Linked DNA regions of Zea mays: region 2 is linked to region 1. The links are chromatin contacts, called in public Hi-C maps. All regions are on one chromosome and are shown on one strand. Each heading gives the region's core, a stretch centred on a gene start, on an enhancer-like site or on the middle of the called end of the contact. The rest is flanking DNA. Distances are from core to core; before and after follow the strand shown. Region 1 holds the start of LOC100284736 (xyloglucan endotransglucosylase/hydrolase protein 23). Region 2 holds the start of LOC103635205 (probable chromatin-remodeling complex ATPase chain).

Region 1 (6,415 bases), core at 1,903-4,402:
GCTTCCCTAGGCTTGGTGACAAAGTGCTAAGACCTGCCATGCTCTTCGTCGTGGTCGTGTATTCACCAGAGGTGGTCGTCGGCAATGTTGGTCACCTATTTTGGTTTCTGGAAAAAGCAAAAAACATGACAATACAGTTAAGAATCTAGGACATTCGTCCCTCTCCTTTTATCTTCTTGTGAAAGATAAATCGAAGGGACGATGGTTTTAAATTTAAAAGTAATGATTGAAAGGAAGATAATGTAAGTGAACATAAAAACATAGTTTAATAATGTTTGTATCTTTTTCTTATTATTCTTCTTTTGCTTACAAATGATTACAACAATACCTTCTTCTACAAGAAAGTAACACAAAGATAGAGCTTTGAAGGCTGAGGGTTCTCGATCTTAGGATCGTCTCCCGTGCATGACACTTTTCCTCTATTTATAGTGATAGCAAGGTGTACAACTTCGTATAGAATTATAATTGTATCCTTATTTCTTATACACATAAATTACAAGTTCCATAGGGGCGTCATCATCCTTTTCCTTCATAGACGTTCTTCTCAAGCTTCTGGATTCTTCTCATTCACCTTTGCCCTCATGCGAAGCCGAAGTTCTCTCTTTCGTCTGTGTACACACGCTATGCTAGTCCATTACATCCGAAGCTTACTATCTTCGTTTTTTGGTTGTGTACTGTTTACGACAAAGGCAGATTCATGTTATTTTAGAGTACCTGAAACCACGGTCCACTTTCTCGGTCGGTAAATACCGAAATCCGGTGAAATTTCTTGTTCTTGGTGCCAAGCGAGATACAAAAACCAGTTCGGTTTTTCGGTGTATTCCGATTTCAAATTTGAAATTATAAAAGTGAAACGTTGGTCAACAAAACGGTTTTTGAAAATTACGAAACAAAATTATAATCCTTACCCGAAACACATTTGAAAATGACTGGTAGCGGAATATTTTGAGGTTCTTCGGCAAAGACATTTCTCCATCATTGCTCATAAATGAGATGGTAAACCTTGCCCCACTACTTTTGCTTATTTTGTGCAAGCACAACGTGACTTAAAGTCAAGCGGTAGCTTATAATATGTACTTTTTGAGTGATCAGATATCTAATTTCTATCTTTTCTTTAAAAAATATTGCATCCATTTTTACTTACTTTTTTTCTAAATTAATCTGAATCTTAGCTCTATATGTTTATAACTATAAAAATTATTATCTAAAAATATACTATATCTCAGACATCTGAAATATAGCGATGCAAGTAGGGATAGTGTCGGTCCTCATCTGTCGCGATCCTAGTCTGCCTTGATATAAGGCTATCTTCACCGGTTGCCTCTTCCATTCTCTCTGCCCTTGCATAGCAGCTACAGTAGCACTCTATATTACCTGCAACCGTACCCACTTTGGTTTCCCCCATCCAGATGAAACTCTCTCTCTCTCTCGCCCCACGTCCAGCACCACGCTATGTCCTCCATGCAGGCCCCACGCGGGATGCTGTTGCCGCCATGCTCCTCCATGCAGGTCCTCCGGGAGATGCTGTTGTCTGTGCGCCTGCTTTTGTTAGGGATGCTGAGAACAAAATGATATTAAATTTTGGTGATGGGTATAAGGTTTGATTCAGAGAGAACTAGAATAGAGATATAGAGAAAGAAAGATTATTTACGTGGCAGGTGAAAAGAATATAGAGGAGAAAATATAAATGGACCGTACCTACATCCGTCAGAATCAGGACAGGCTTTCATCGGGTTCCGGTCCCTCTCACGCGTCACGCAAGGGTCCAGTTTACAGGTTGTTGTCTGTCTCTGGCTCTCAATGACTCCATATGTCCAAGACTCCAGCTAGGATGCCCCCGCACACTGATGAGTGATGACAGAACCCGTATGTGCGATGCATGCATGGCCGAAAAAGATTACTTATTCTTGCTAGCCCAAACTCAGTACTTGTACATCCGGTGCTGCTGAAACAACAAATCAAAGAATGCGACACGACTGGAGCTACATTTACATGACACCATTCTTTCATCGCCCACTGCAAAATAAGTAGCTACTACTAAGACCGTCGACGACGATCGAATCGATGCCTGGTTTCTACTTTCCACGACTAGGGATCGTGCTTGGTTTTGATGCCCCACGGACGTCCCAACAAACCTCGCTCCCTCACCGGAGCTTGCACTCGGCGGGCACGCCCTGCGGGAAGCGCTTGGCGTCGGCGCAGTAGTTGTAGATCATGAACTTGCGCTGCACCCAGCGCATGCGGCGGTAGCTCATGTCGCTGAGCTGCTGGTTCCACCAGCCGCGGCCGGAGCCGGCACCCGCGACGGCGGCGGCCTCCATGGTGCCCTCAGGGCAGCGCTGCCTGCCGCCGTCCCAGACGCAGGCGTCGGCGCTGAAACCGCGGAAGGAGGCGACGAAGGGGGCCTTGGACCAGTCCGCCTTGACGCGCCCGCCCTGCGTGGCCCAGTCGTCGGCGTTCCACAGGCTGGCGTACAGCCTCATGGGCTGCGTCCTCGGGAACGCCACCCCGCGCGCCTCGTGGTTCTTGAAGTCCCGCACCGGGGTGCCGTCCACCGCGAAGATCACGTGCTGCGGGTTCCACAGGATGGAGTAGGTGTGGAAGGCAGTGGTAGGGTCGAACCAGAGGCGGAACTGCTGCTCCCGCTGGCCCTGTCCGCGCGTGAACACGTTGGTGTGCAGCGTGTAGGGCTCCCCGCTCACGTTGCCCAGGAACTCGAAGTCGATCTCGTCGTGCGCGTCGCCCTGGGACGACAGGTAGAAGGTGGTGACCGTGCCACGGAGTTGCCTGGCACCAGCTTGATCTGCATGTCGATCTTGCCGAACAGGTACTCGCTCTTGGACTGGAACCCGGAGCCGGACGTGCGGTCCAGCGTCAGGTCCAGCCCGCGCCCGCCGTCCACTACCTTGCCGCGGCCATCGCCCCAGGTCATCTCTGTGTCCTGGTAGAAGTTGCCGCCCTGCGCGGTGCCCGCCAGCTCCAGCCAGGCCACGACCGCCGACAGAAAGACAGGAGCAAACGACCTCATCGTCGCTTCCGATCCTCCCTTCTCAGCGGCGGATTGCAGGCAGCTCTATACCCGCCCTCTAGTAGAGCAACTAGCTAGTGACAGTGTCGAGCGAGCGTTGCTGTGTGTGTTGGATATGGAACTTGGATAGTAGATTGGTGTGGGGGTGGTATTTATACTGGAGGTCAGGAGCGCCCGGGGCCAGTTGCTTAGCCGTGGCAGGCAGCCGCGGCCGGGCACGGACAGCTGGTGGTGAACCAACGGGCGAGTGCCGGCCGGGCTGGCGCGTCCCCGGCGCGGAGGAGTAAATGTGGGAGCGGGTAGATTTGGGAGATGGCATGGCACGGTTGGCCGCGCACTGGATCCAGTCGAGCGAGCCTGGCCCTGGACCTGTCCGCCGCGTAGGTACACGCCGTGTGGGGGCCGGGCCCGTCCATCATCCATTCATCTGCGATCCGGCGGCATCATCCGCGAAAGGGGTGCGGAAAGTGCGTGGCGTGCAGCCTTTTGCGCGGCTCCTTTGGTCTTGCCGCGTCCGGTCGCCGTGTGGGTCACTTTACAGCGAGGCCACGGCTGGTGGTTGCACTGGCCAGTGGGCAGGCGGCTTGCTTGCCCCGCTCGTGCCGCCTGTGCGGCTGTGCCGCATTGCGCCGTTGCCCTTCCGCACACATGCCTGCTTCGTCCTGCACGCGTGGATGCAATGCGGCGGAACTAGAACTGCAAAAGGGTGAGGAGTTGTTTAGAAGCAAAATACTTTTAGAGTTTTAAGGTAAAATCACGGTATTAAGGTCTTGTTGTCATACCTCCGGCTCTAAAAAATTTAATGGAATTGGTAAAGCAAGTCATTAGATGCTCCAGAAAATTATGAAGCTAGAATTGTAAGTCTTTATAAGAAACGTTTATTATTTAGACTAAAAATATTTTTTAAAACTATTTAAATTGATATTATAAACTACAGCTCCACGCTAGAGTTGTTTGGTGTGTTTGACTATATTGTAAAAATTTGTGTTTTGAATTCCAAAGTTTTGTAGATAGCATGGACTTTTTGGAGTATTTTAAACTCCACTCCAACCCAGAGTTTTTGGTCGATGACTAGCCTTGCACATGTATACTAAATAACATAGTTTGAGATACTTTCTCTCCAAACACGTATTGCTAAAAGTGACGTAAAAAATACTACGACTATGACATGACATCTTAAAACCCGTAATATTTTAAAACCATGGTTTTGAAATATTTTGCTTTCGAACACTCCCTGATTGTTGAGGCTTCGTTTAACAGTTTTTGGACCTTTTGTGAAAAAATCGTGTCGGGGACCATAATTAGGGGTACCCTCAAGACTCCTAATTCTCAGCTGGTAACCCCCATCAGCATTAAGCTGCTAAGGCCTGATGGGTGCGATTAAGTCAGGGATCGGTCCATTCGAGCGACTCGATCACGCCTCGCCCGAGCCTAGCCTCGGACAAGGGCAGCCGACCCCGGATGGTTTCCGTCTCGCCCGAGGCCCCCCTCCAACGGCAGACACATCTCCGGCTCGCCCGAGGCCCTGCCTTCGCTAAGAAGCAACCCTGACTAAATCGCCGCACCAACCGACCAAATCGCAGGAGCATTTAATGCAAAGGTGACCTGACACCTTATCCTGACGCGCGCCCTCCGGCAGAGCCGAAGTGACCGCCGTCACTTCTCCGCTCCACTGACCGGTCTAACAGAAGGACAGCGCCGCCCGCGCCACTCCGACTACAGCGCCACTTGACAGAGTGAGACTGACAGGCAGTCAGGTCCTGCCAAAGGCGCCATAGGAAGCTCCGCCCGACCCAGGGCTCGGACTCGGGCTAAGTCCCGGAAGACGGCGAACTCCGCTCCGCCCGACCCAGGGCTCGGACTCGGGCTAAGTCCCGGAAGACGGCGAACTCCGCTCCGCCCGACCCAGGGCTCGGACTCGGGCTAAGTCCCGGAAGACGGCGAACTCCGCTCCGCCCGACCCAGGGCTCGGCCCCGGAAGACGACGAACTCCGCTTCGCCCGACCCCAGGGCTCAGACTCCGCCCTGGCCTCCGCCGAACGACCTCCGCCTCGCCCGACCTAGAGGCTCGGCCTCGGCCACGGAAGACAGACTCGACCTCGGCTTCGGAGGAGCCTCCACGTCGCCCAACCTAGGGCGCAGGCCAGCCACGTCAACAGGAAGCACCATCATCATCCTACCCCGAGCCGCCTCGGGCCGTAGGGAACAAGACCGGTGTCCCATCTGGCTAGCTCCGCCAGATAGGCAATAATGGCGCCCCCGCACGCTCTGTGACGATGGCGGCTCCCAGCTCTCTTACGGAAGCAGGTAGACGTCAGCAAGGACTCGACCGCTCCAACAGCTGTCCCTCCGCCAAGCACCGTCGCTCCTCCGACCGCCACGACATCACACCAGCAGGGTGCCAAGATCTCTCTGGCTGCCACATTGGCATGTACTTAGGGCGTCAGCTCTCCCCCGCTAGACACGTAGCACCACGCTACACCCCCATTGTACACCTGGATCCTCTCCTTACGCCTATAAAAGGAAGGACCAGGGCCCTCTTAGAGAGGGTTGGCCGCGCGAGGACGAGGACGAGACAGGCGCTCCCTTGGGGCCGCTCGCTTCCCTCACCCGCGTGGACGCTTGTAACCCCCTACTGCAAGCGCACCCGACCTGGGCGCGGGACGAACACGAAGGCCGCGGGATTCCCACCACTCTCACGCCGGACTCCGGCCGCCTCGCTCCTCTCCCCCCTTCGTGCTCGCCCACACGCTCGACCCATCTGGGCTGGGGCACGCGGCACTCACTCGTCGGCCTGAGGGACCCCCGGTCTCGAAACGCCGACAGTTGGCGCGCCAGGTAGGGGCACGCTGCGTGTTGACGAGCAGTTTCCCGTCAAGCTCCAGATGGGCAGTCTCCAACAACCTCTCCAACCCGGGACGGTGCTCCGTTTCAGGAGTCTTGAGTTCATGTCCCTCGACGGCAGCTACGACATGATACTCCTTCCACCGCCGTGCGACGACGACAATGGCGGCCGACAACCCGCCCGCCGGTGGCGGAATCGACGACATCTTCCCCGCATGGTGGAAGAACAACATTCGAGCTCGCCCTGTCCTCTCCCCCGCCATCGGAGGAGGAGGCGGGGCAACCAAGGCCGAGCGGGAGGCCGCGCTCCGTCGGCTGTCGAGCGAATCGACGTCCCCAGCGTCCCAACGGGGGGCGCGTCGGGCGTCGACCTCACGTTTGAGACGAAGGCGAGCGCCGTCCCCCCGCGACACGCCAATCCCGAGCAAGTGGACGACGCCAGCGCGCTCGCGGAGGGCCTGCAGGACGTCGCCCTCGTACCTAAGACGACGGCGCAATCAGCCCCCAACGTGACTATGTCGCTCCTCGTCGACCGAAAGGTAC
Region 2 (6,415 bases), core at 1,630-4,129, 230 kb before region 1:
TATATGGTTCTGGCACAGAAGAATAAGAGATCAGTATTCAGTAACATGGCAGTAAAAATTCCATAAGGGATTAAAGAATAGACTTGAGACCAACCCGCTCTTCTGGATTGCCCAAGAACTTCACAGCACGTAGGATAGGGCAAAAACGTTGGATTTCCTTCATCCAGTTGCCAAGGGTGGACTTCGGCGCAACCACCATGTGAGGACCAGTTATACCTCTGAACTCATGCAGATAGCCCAGCAATGAAATAGTTTGAAGTGTTTTCCCAAGTCCCTAAATTATAAAAAAGTATGCATTCAAAGCCAAAGTGCCAAACAAAACAAAATAGAGTAGAAGATCATCTTAATCAAGATTAACACATGTAGCATACCATCTCATCAGCTAATATCCCATTGATACCATTCTCATACAATCGTATAAGCCAATTAAGTCCAGCTAATTGATAATCACGCATCTTTCCCTTGATGCCTGCAAAGATTCAAACATTTAATAAAAATTTACATAAAGCAATGAACAAAGAATACAAGGCCCAAGAAAACTAAAACCTTATTGATTGGTTTCCATGAGAATGCACATACAATTCTTTTATCAGCAAATTGGAAGTAGTTAGGCAACCTTTTATGGAACAAAGGTGTCATCAGAAATGAAAACAGGATACAACATTGATTGCATAAATAGATGTTCCTTCTATATGAGAAGAATCAACAAGCAAATGCACCATGGCATTTACTGAATAGTAGTTATTTGGCAAAATAGGTTAAATATGAACAGTCAGTTATGGCCTTATGGGATAATGTTGGTTCAATTTGCACCACACAAATTAGTATACTTAATAATATTGGTTCGGTTTGCACCTCAACCGAAGCACTTTTTAAATTTTAAAGTCAGTGCGAGACTCAATTTACCTAGGTTCACTTTGCCTTATAAACAGCGTCAAAATAATTTTATGGCAACAGAGAAAAATATCTATTTAACAAGTAATTCTTCCATCGACTTGATGTAGGTTATTAAAGCAAGGAAATAACATATGTCAAGGTAGTAACAAAGCCAGCAAAGGGCTCACATGAAGGCTGTGAAACTAAACGTGTTCCCCCTGCACCAGCAAGGGCATCTTCTTCCTCTTTGAGGTATTCTTCATCTTCCTCTTCTTCAGTCATCTTTGATGCATGGCGTCCCCTACAAATGGACTCAACTCATCAACAAATAAATTACTTAACAAGTTAACGTAGATGTAGACAGAAAAGAACCTCGAATTTCATTGAGCTATGTCTTATGGTTCTGCATACAAAACAGTGAGCAGTACTACATAATATAAAGATAGTGAATATTACAAGATTAAATATTCAAATTAACAACTTCAATCTAAACTACAGGAACAGATGTAGAAGGTGCAACAGATGTCACCTCAATACAATACTGACAATTTCAGGAAAATAATAACAATATGAAAGATACACCTACGGGCTTGAGCAGAGAAGGTTGATTGTATTGTGTGTTGATTCATGTGCAAAGGTACATCATCAGTTAGAAGTGATGATGTGGTCATGATTGAAAGCTGAGAGCATCCTTCATAGTATTTTTAAACTTCAAAAGTGCTATGCCGAATGAAGTGCCAGCAATGTCCACTAAACTTAGAAGATAATTCGTAATTTCATATAGTCATGGCACAAACAAGACCAATGTTACCTCCCGCGTGGCTTTTTCTCGTTGGACTGACTTCCTTTTGCAAAGTGAGCAAATATTTCTGTCTGCTGAAGAAGGTACTTCAACCGTCCCTTCCCTTTATTGTTCTGTTGAGAAATATAAGATCAAGACAACATATATTAAGCCTAAATGGTTAATCCTGTGCAAACCATGCAATTGTACATGAGGATCCATTTAAAGACAGTATATACCATGTCAGCATCAATGGCGGCATTTTGAGTATCTAATATTTCTTGGATTTTATGTTTCTTCATCTTCTGGAGTTCTTTTAGCCTTGCTTTCTCTCGCTTCCCAACCACTGCATCAGTCTGCGGCAGACATGGTTAGGGCAAAGAAATGTAAAACTTTCACTACTTAAGTGTAGGGCATGACACAACAAAGGGTCCCCTCAACACATTAAACTCAGAACTAGAGATATATTATTTACCAATATTACTATTATCTTTGCATTATGGAAGAACCAGACAACAACAGCTTATGCCACAGCTCTGAGAAAAAATAAAAGCAGAAGTGCTTGCAACAATAACAAAACTAACAAATTAACAGAGACTATATCTAGCAATGACTGTAAAGCAGATTATTCTGAAACTATCTGGTCGGGAAAAAATTCAAATATTAGTATATTTCCAAAGCCCTCTTTAAATCAAATCCCTAAAAACGCGATTAAAACACTCAAACCCTAACCTCCCGCTCACCTCGTCGTCATCGTCCTTGTCCCTCGCGACGGGCTCGTCGTCCTCGGTGGACTGGGACTCGTCGTCGCCTTCAGCGGCGGTAACGGCACCGGCGTCCTCCTCGTCCTCAGCTCCAGCGCCGGTAGTGACGGCTTCGATCTCTTCCTCGTCGACCTCCTCCTCCTGCTGCCCCTCGCCCTCAGCTTCCTCCGCGGGCGGCGCCGCAGCATCCTCGTCGTCGTCATCCCCTTCCTCGCCAGATACGGAGCCGGCGGCGTCGGACTGGTCCTCCTCCTCGGCGGAGGACGAGATCTCCTCCTCATCGTCGTACTTCATCGGCTTCGCCATTGGGGCGGGCGGTGGCGGGAGAGGAAAGGTAGGGTTAGGGTTCCAGGGCGGGGCGTTTTGGACTTCGAGAGACGCAGCCTCGCAGGGGATTTAAGACTAAAATCAATTTGGGGGCAAATGGAGTGGCATATTTTATATTTGGCGCCCTGTACGAGAATTTTATGTTGTTTGCAGTTTTGAACCTAAAGTTTTATGTATTTCTGGTTAGTCCCTCCAGCATAAAAGCACCTTCAACAACGTGATCTATAAAAATGTTTATGATTTAAAATTTAATATGTTTTATAGAATTTATGGCACCAACAAACATTCCGCTTAAACAGTAAAACTCCAAATCTAGATTATAGAGCAGTATACTACGGTGTAGTATATTTGAGGCACTTGAGAAGGTGCCATATAATTTTTTGACTAAATTTTATGAAATGTGATACTGTTGGAGTCGTTTTTCCAGCATAGAGCCTCATATTTCAATTTTAGTCACCAATTTGAGGTATTGTTAGATATGCTCTAAAGGTCTAATGGATTTTCCGCAAATCTCTATCTCTACTCTACTATTATTAATGTGCACGTACGTTGTCACGGAAGTTAAAAATTAGTATAAATCATAGACACAGAATGACAAACATCACTATAATATATAAAAACCGTGTAACAAAATATCATCGTAACACTAATACTATATTAACGATATAGATATTTAATATTATATTATAAATAAGATGACTCAAATATAATGAACTGATGTCGAACAGACATTATAATATTACACAAATTATTTCTTAATAGAGTAGTATGGATTACATGGCATGAATCAGACAAATTACATGGTTAGAAACAATACTCAGTCAATAATGTTAGTGCCCTTATATTTATTTGTTTTTATGTTTAATGGTACAACCGGAGAAGCATAAAAGAAGAGGTTGGGTCATGATCCAACATACTAAAATACTCGTTTGCACGTTTACACATAATGCCTGATTACACATTAGTCGTGGCCTGATTGTACCTTACACAAATATACAAATGTTATATTCATCAACAATTGTTTGTATCAGATACTGCATCATATAATTTCACAAATCATATGAAACCCAAAGTTAACTACCTTACAAAAAAAATTATATTACTAATGTCTATCAAGAAAAAAAAAGAACTAATGGCCCAATATAGAACCGTACAAGTAAAAAACTCTACAAGAATCACAGGAAGGAAGAATTGAACAAAGGAAGAGAAGAAAATCATATGGTGAAGGGGAACAAAATGAATACAGCAGGATCAGTTCCTCCCATAATACAGATCGCTGCTTAAAGCTTGAACCCCACATCACTTCGCATCCCAGGAAATAGTCTGATGTCCTACGAGTAATTACGTCTCGCTCTCCCCTTCTTGGGGCTGGCTCAAATTGTAGAATCACATCACCAGAACCCATAATATGCCATCGTCATACGTCATTTTTTTACAAATAACCCCTCACAGCTATTTTAAATTAATCTGTTGTACGTCTATAGATGTCAAACGACGTCCGACACGGGCTAGATGCACGCGGACCACAACTATGGCACAGGCACGCGGACCACAACTATGGCACAGGCACGTCATACCGGCCGGTGTCGGGCCAGCCCGTTAGCCCGTCGATCCATTTAATTAAATCAGCGTAATGACGCCCGACACGGGCTAGATGCACGCGGGCCATAGTTGGCACAGGCATGCACGCGAGCCATAGTTGGCACAGGCACGTCATGCCGGCCTGCTAACTGTGTCGGGCCAGCCCGCTAGCCCGTCGATCCATTTAATTAAATCAGCGTAAAACGTTAAAAAATGGTGCAAGAGGTGGGGTTCGAACCCATGCCCTGATGGAAGAAGGGCGGGAGATACTGGGTGAAACTGTCTAACCAGTAGAACATCACGCTAAGATGTTTTTAATATTGAATACAAATTGTATATAGGTATATACGTTTTTTTGTAAAATAAAAAAATAATCGTGTCGGGTCGGGCCAGCACTACGAGCCGAGGCTACAACCCAAGCACAGCACGACGTTCTTTGCTCTTGCAAGCATTAGGTCGTTTCTCAAACCACATTGGCGCAATGGACTACATGGTGTTTGAGGTTGCTGAATTGGATGGAGCAGCAATGATTCGTCACACTAACAACAAAATGAAAGGTTATTTGTTGGTTTTAAACGTTAGTAATTGCTACGAAGTAGCGTAATTTATATGTAGCGCATCCAGTTTTTATTGATGCCTGACTTTAGCAATCACTCCATATTTTGATCTATCATTTTTATAAGTTTGACTTTATGGAACTTATTTTATAAACTTAATCTCACAAACTTTCTCTTACTTAGTCTCTGTATGATGGAATTATGTAATTTTATAATCTCTGTTCATTCAGTCAATCGTTGTGAACTCTTTTCTAATCGCTCACTTCATTGGTTGTGTTGTACCAAGACATATTTGCATGGAGTAAACAATAAAATCAGTTAGCTAAATCAAAAAATATATTATATAGAGAGCGGAGACAATCAATAAAAAATCTTGAATTTTTTTTATGGATAGTTTATATGGGTATTATCGTAAGCTGTCGCAACGCACGGGCAACCGACTAGTTAAATACAAAAAGGACTGTTGTTATCTGATAAATGTAACAACAATCACACAAAAGCCAAGTACAAAAGTAAAAATTGAAATACATGTTTATTCTACCTACGGGTAATATTGTAAGAGCTATAAGAAACTGAAGCTTTCTTTTTCTACAAACCATTATTGTATCTAACGATATAGTGATCAACACCAACTCCTGGAAGGGTGAAGCCTGCCCTTGTCAAAAGGTTTCCTGCATCATGGACCTTGAAAAGTGCAATACAAAGTCACAGTTAAAACAAATGGATTATAACAGGACAAGATAAAATAGTTATATGAATGTAAGATTTAATCTGACTGTCGTAAAAGTGTGCACATGCTGGACAAAATAGAATTTTGTACCAGTGTTTCATTGCAAACTTGAGAAGTTTGAATAGCATGTGGCAGTAAAACTTTCTCCATATTACTGGAATTTCTAAGTTGATATGTATCTAGACATAGTCACATAGTGCATCTAGAACTTAAAATTTCGAATGAAAGTAGCAGTTAAGCAATTCTACGTAGTAGTAGTTTAAGCAACAATAATGTTTTAAATACGAATACTAATTGGTAATCTAAAGATGTAAATTTGTAACATCAACATGATCTTCAAGGTCATCCTGCAAATAGAGATAAAGTTATCATGAGTGTAGTAGGATTTGGAGATCTATGCGGGCACTACTACAGGGTGTTTGTCCCTTGTGTTCTTGGCTCTTGCATGCATTAGGTCGTTTCTGAGACCACATTGGCGCAATGGACTCCATGGTGTTTGAGGTTGCTGAATTGGATGGACCAGCAATGGTTTGTCACGCTAACAGTAAAAGGAAAGATTATTTGTTGGTTTTAAACGTTGGTAATTGCTACGAAGTACCATAATTTGTATGTAGCACATCTAGTTTTTATTGATGCCTGATTTAGCAACCACTCCATATTTTGATCTATGTTTTTTGTAAGTTTGAGTTCATGTGACTTATTTTAGAAACTTGACCTCACAAACTTCCTCTTATTTGGTCTCTCTATGGTGGAATTATATCATTCTATAATCTATGTTCGTTCAGTCAGTCATTGTAAA

What was found. A called contact is a pair of places that touch in the nucleus more often than the background predicts.
Region 2: a contact with region 1 is called in a Hi-C map of ear, with 2.6 times the contacts expected there. The contact joins the promoter of LOC103635205 here to the promoter of LOC100284736 in region 1. A contact is called at or near these places in 6 of 25 Hi-C or Micro-C datasets (ear, leaf, tassel and 1 more).

What each region holds. Positions count from the first base shown.
Region 1 is chr8:54,293,050-54,299,464 of Zm-B73-REFERENCE-NAM-5.0, reverse strand. It overlaps LOC100284736 (xyloglucan endotransglucosylase/hydrolase protein 23), which reads right to left and starts at 3,152. Exons shown (of 2, transcript NM_001157631.2): 1 at 2,781-3,152; 2 at 1,912-2,778. The coding sequence starts at 3,028. The coding sequence ends at 2,145.
Region 2 is chr8:54,519,231-54,525,645 of Zm-B73-REFERENCE-NAM-5.0, reverse strand. LOC103635205 (probable chromatin-remodeling complex ATPase chain) reads right to left here and starts at 2,879. Exons shown (of 25, transcript XM_008657719.3): 1 at 2,401-2,879; 2 at 1,897-2,013; 3 at 1,688-1,791; 4 at 1,065-1,177; 5 at 372-469; 6 at 95-274; 7 at 1-9. The coding sequence starts at 2,727.